Linked DNA regions of Mus musculus: region 2 is linked to region 1. The links are chromatin contacts, called in public Hi-C maps. All regions are on one chromosome and are shown on one strand. The core of a region is the stretch at or near the end of the contact, and the rest is flanking DNA. Distances in the headings are between cores, read along the strand shown.

The links. Hi-C and Micro-C count contacts between places; a contact is called where the count stands out from the background.
Region 2: a contact with region 1 is called in a Hi-C map of the N1E-115 cell line, with 3 times the contacts expected there. The contact joins two enhancer-like sites. A contact is called at or near these places in 5 of 39 promoter capture datasets (the 3T3-L1 cell line, cranial neural crest, hippocampal neurons and 1 more), 6 of 484 Hi-C or Micro-C datasets (the G1E-ER4 cell line, the N1E-115 cell line, bone marrow-derived macrophages and 2 more), 16 of 115 datasets of contacts at active chromatin or transcription factors (CD8 T cells, the HPC-7 cell line, VIP interneurons and 10 more) and 1 of 9 other capture datasets (bone marrow-derived macrophages).

Annotation. Positions count from the first base shown.
Region 1 is chr17:47,143,367-47,146,066 of GRCm38.p6, reverse strand. It overlaps a transcript of Trerf1 not described here. Among named protein-coding and RNA genes, the nearest start is that of Gm41589, 5.0 kb to the right of the region's middle. Within about 2 kb of position 1,431, at least 27 of the 459 cell types and tissues checked have an H3K27ac peak or open chromatin away from gene starts, as enhancers often do. A contact at or near this core is called in the N1E-115 cell line, where this site is marked.
Region 2 is chr17:47,263,407-47,266,106 of GRCm38.p6, reverse strand. The region is part of intron 1 of Trerf1 (transcriptional regulating factor 1); the gene reads right to left. Among named protein-coding and RNA genes, the nearest start is that of Trerf1, 35 kb to the right of the region's middle. Within about 2 kb of position 1,421, at least 3 of the 459 cell types and tissues checked have an H3K27ac peak or open chromatin away from gene starts, as enhancers often do. A contact at or near this core is called in the N1E-115 cell line, where this site is marked.

The DNA.
Region 1 (2,700 bases), core at 182-2,681:
AAGTGAAAAGGGCCGGACCGAGGCCTGGGACAGGTGGGGACACATGGTAAGGGCATATGCCACAGAGACTGTCAACCTAAGTTTGACCTCCAGAACCCACAAAGTGGAAGCAGAGAATCAGCTCCCACAAGCTACCCTAGACCGCCACGCATGCGCAGGGGTACACATATACACAAATAAAAGTCAAATGAATAAATAAGTTAAATAAGGTGACAGGGCACCTGAGGAGGAAACAGGCAACACTGACATCTGGCTTGCGTATGCACACACGCATGCGCGCAAGCACGCACGCATATACGCAGGCACGCACGCCCATATCCATCAGTGGATAAGCATACCAGTAACTGCAATCCGGCGGGTTTTAGTCCCTTTCCGGACAGGGTGGGGATAAAGAGAAAAATCTCAACTATATTTTAACCTCACCAGTTACTCTCCAATATGAAAATCTAAAAATACGGTTAACCCACAAGATCCTTTAAGATTGTAGCCTTCCCACAAGATCTCTGAGGACTCCAGCCCTCTTCCCTGTTTCAGCCACACAGTTTCGTGAGTTCAGAAATGTGTGGCTCCAGGGCAGGTCTGGAGCACCTGTCTGGATCCTTATTTTTTCTGGGTCAATATCCAAAGTCAATAAAACCATCTAGAGCTTTCTCCCGAAAAGCCCAGAGTGGCAGTCCAGGTCCCGGAAGTCACCATACACCGTCAGTCAGTAAGGACCCTATCACCACTCGCACGAATTGCAATAGCCCACATGTGAGCTCATCAGGCAAGTTCACACTAAGCTTTGAGGGTCCACTTCGCCTCCCCAAAGCTACCTGCTGCCCGGGAACAACAGCTTAACTAACCTCAAGCTTGACTCAGCATTAGATCATCCAGCCAGCTGGCTGGAGAGGAAACTTCGAAGATGAACTGAAATTATTTTGGGTGCCTGAAAGTACAAGCTCCCTCTACAGCAGCACGTATAATTAGGATTTTTTTTTTTAATAAATCTACAACAGGGCTGGAGAGGTGGCTCAGCAGTAGTGAAGGGCACTTAACTGCTTGCTCCTGGCAGACTACCGGAACTTCATTCCCAGCACCCACTAGGAGGGTCACCACTGCCTATAACTGCAGCTCCAGGAGACCCCACGCCTCTGGCCTCAGCAGGAATCTGCACTCACATGTGTACATACCCACATGCAGACTCACGAACAAAAACACAATTAAAAGTATTTTTAAAAAAATCCATAAGATGTAAATGAATGAGGGACTCTACACCAACAGCAGGCTTTCCTAAGTAATGGCTTTTACATGTTGGCACAGTTGCCAGGCCGCTCAAGCGCCTTTGTGGAATGCCAACGTACAAATCCATTTCTCCAGGAGAAGACAAAAAACAGAAGTTAATCAACTCGCCCTGAGTCCATGAAGCAATTTGGCCGTTGGCCCAGGAAGACAGTGTCAAGAGCTCTGGGTTCTCACTCCACGTGACTCTAGAATAAAGCTGGAACCCAAAGAGCTATCCTTTAAAAAAAAAATAATAACAATAACCCCCATATGCAGAACCGGCTAAAAATTGGTACCCTATCCATTTTCAGATTCACCTTGGCCTGCCTTGAGCATACAGCCACCTTAGAAGTTCTGTCACGTTACAAATGCCCACAAACTCAAACCAACTACTAAATATAAACAATTTTAGCTCTTCTCACCCTATCAGCCTCTTGGCAAATTCTTCTATGCACCACCCCACCCTGCCTAGGGAGAGAAAAACAATACTTTGTGTTCTTACGATAAACCCATACATCAAAAAAGAAAGAGAAAATTCTAAATAAGCTTTGTTTTCCGTGTCTGCACATTTTAATATACGAGGCACGGAACACAACACCCTCTCCTCTCTCCCCTCTTTATAATTTAAACTCTGAACTCAACAAATAGCACAGGCACAGGCCGGTTAACAGAGTGCTCTCTGCACAGCTGCTAGACTGACTATTTCCACAGTAAGCTTCTGTCAATGCTCTCTGATATTAGCACATGCCTGCTACGTGGATGCCTGCTTACCAAGCTGTGAAAAGACCCACGTTCATTCTGGAACCTACAAAATTAATCTTCTCTGTGCCTATAATGCATAAGGCAAAGGCGCCTTCCCTCCCTCCTCCTCTCCCCCCCCCCCAACATGTCAGGCTAGCTTCTAAACAATCAGTTGGCGAAAATGGACATGCCTGAAAGGGCGGGGCCCAAAGGGGTGTGTCACTCCGGGTATCAATTCCTGTAAATCAAATCCTGACAATTGTCACAATATTATAAAAAGAATGAATTATGATTCTTGGGCCTTCAAGCCTTTATTACCACGAGAACATTCTCAGTTGAATGGCGGAGGGGGGGGGCGCTACTGTGACTTGATTAATGGCCAAAAGCGAGACAATAAAATAAATGTTAAGAGGGGGAAAAAAAACCCATTCTTGGCTCCCAGGTTAGACATGTAAATAATTCCACCCTGGAATAAACACACATGAGGAATTCTTATTTACTCTCTGAGCGTATACACCCAATCAGACTCAGCCAATAGCCCAGTTAAAGATAACAGCTAATTTGTTTAGCTAATGCCTAGTTGGGAACATGTGATAGGTGGCACTAAGATTTCGAACTAACTCAACTCTCAATCTGCCAAATATTAATCCCTTGATCCTGAAGCCTGATGGGAGGAAGGAGAGAAGGAAAAACGGA
Region 2 (2,700 bases), core at 172-2,671, 120 kb before region 1:
CTTACTGCAGAGACAGCACCAAGCAACTGTGCTCACCCCACTTGGGACTTGGTTTTACTCTGTGCATTAACAATATTCTTCTCCAGGCTGTAGAGGTGGCTGGGACATTAAGAGAACTTGTTGCCCCTGTAGAGGGCTAGGATCAGTTCCTGACACCCATTTGGCAGCTCACAACCATTCATAACTCCAGTTCCAGGGGACCTGATGCTCTCTTCTGACCTCTGAGGGCACCAGGTACCCACAAGGTGCACAGGCTAACTTACAGGCAAGTGAAACACTCATACACATGACATACGATAAAAGTATTATTAAAAAAACAAATAAAACCCAATATAGTAATCTTCCCAAAGAGTAAATACAAGGACCAACTGGATCCACACATGCCGAGCTTCACAGAGCTGCCTGGCATGAACCTGGCATTCTGTAATGTTAGCTCCAGCGCTACTGTTATTATTAACGCTGTGACTCCTGCGATGCTCAGGAATTAGACAACATGAGCCGCAATGGCCAATGGGAGTCTTTTTGAGGGTGCAACCGAGAAGACCCACGTGAAGGAGAATGACCCAACCCAATCAGGGCTGGGGAAGGGCAGAGCGGGTGGGAGCCATCACAAAGGCAACAGCTTAGGGATGAAAGGGCATGCACTCAATGGGCCTGCAGGCCAGAAGGGAAGGGAATGCACTCAGTGGGCCTGCAGGCCAGAAGGGAAGGGCATGCACTCAGTGTGTCTGCAGGCCAGAAGGGAAGAGCATGCACTCAGTACCAGTTCTAGGCCAGTGAGAGATGCAGCCTTACAAAGGGTGGGTGATACCTGAGGGATGACACCTGACATTGTTTCCTAGCCTTTACACACAGGCATACACATGTTCACCCCCACATAAAAACACAAAATCCCTGTAGTGCAATTTACACAACATTGTCATCACCACATCATCTTCCTCTTCCTCCTCCTCTTGTTCCTCCTCCTCTTCATCATCATCATTTTGAGGACTTAGGGCCTCACCCATGCCAGACGAGACCTCTGCCACCAGGCTGCATTCCCAGTGCTGCAGACACACCCTAGGTCACGGGGAATTGGCTAAGAGAACAGGACTCTGAGTGCTCCTGATCCCAGAAGTCCCCCAGCTTCCACTCAGCAAGTGCGGCTGAGGGCGATTTACCAGCATCCACCCTGCAGCCAGCCTCACCGGGGCAGCTCACTGGGAAGGGCCATCTGTTAAGTAGAGAGGAAAAGATCCAGTCGATAGAGTACCACTGGCCCACATCATGAGGCTGTTACCACAGAGTCAGAGCCAAACCAGGTCACATGGCCTTTAGAAGCCGTGGTCCCACTTGTCCCATCTTTGCTCCCTCTTGGGCTTAATCAGTCAGAGTAGACAGATGTGGCCAGACTGGCTGGCCCTTCCTCTTGACAACTGCCTCAGTTTCTACGGCCCTAGAGGCTACCACTTCCAGAAGAGCCCCCTATTAGTGGCAGTAGGGGGTCATGGAGAAGGGCACTGTCACCTGCCTCATGTACATACCCAATGACCTTCAGCCTCCACCTCTATATCACCACAGTGTGCAGCAGGTCAGCAACGATCTGTCTAGTGGCATCCTGGTTAAACTGTGAGGATCCAGGTAGAAACAGACGGACTGCCAGGTAGGGACTGCTGCTTCCCAGACCCTGCCGAACTGAGGACCACAACCCAGAGCTCAGCCCTAGGCATGTCTGCAGCCAGCATATCCCTCATCCCGGCACGTGAAGAAGGGGTGTGGGTGAAGTCAGAAGTTCAGGTACACCAGGGAGTACAGCATAAAGGCAGAAAAGCTGGTAAGTTCAACTGTTAAAAACGTATTAATCCTATGTGTAAACAAACAGCGAGGCCTAAGTGAAATTAAATGCCAGGGAAATGAAATTTATTTTCTAGGTGCATGCTCAGGTCCTTCATACATAAAGAAGGTTTAAAAAAATCAATAAGAGAATGATAAGCATGCATGGTGAAAAATTAGCTATAGGCTATTCACAAAATGTGAAATACAAATGGTCCCAACACACAGGAAGTCGTCAACTGGGGAGAGATCGATAAGGTGAAGATGGAAATAGCCTATCAAATGGAAGTGAGTTTTGTGTTCTACTGTAGTGCTGGCAAGAAGGTTATGATAACGGGGAGGGAGCTAGAACACTGACTGACATCCATGAGATGTCAGCGTGCACATACCCAGGAGAGGGCACCCATCCTGCAGAATGCTCGTACTGTGACACCAAAAACAGTGTTCAACACAATACTCAACATGGGCGAGAATATGGCTCGGTGGTAGAGCCCTCGTCTAACATGCCTGGGGCACTAGGTTCAGCTCTTAAAATTACAATAAACCGCCATTCCCAGGATTGACAGTGGTGAAGAGAGGCAGGGCTGTTCATTGCTGATGGAATTCAAATTAGCCTTGCATTTAAGAAGAGGCATTGAGCAGTATGCATCAGACCTCCGGGGTCTTTGCTTACAGTCTGCTTTGCCACTTTCTCTGAACACCAGCACAAAGTAGAAAAAGAAAGTGCAATGGTTAGTTCAGATGCAGGCTTGATTAGACTGAGAAATGGCCAGCGCATCACCACGGTGCTCTTTTGGTGCGTCTGGGAGGACATTTCTAGAACAGAAGTCCTGCACTGAGGGTGGGCAGATCATCCCATGGACTGGGGAAAGGCTGCCCCTTGCAGAC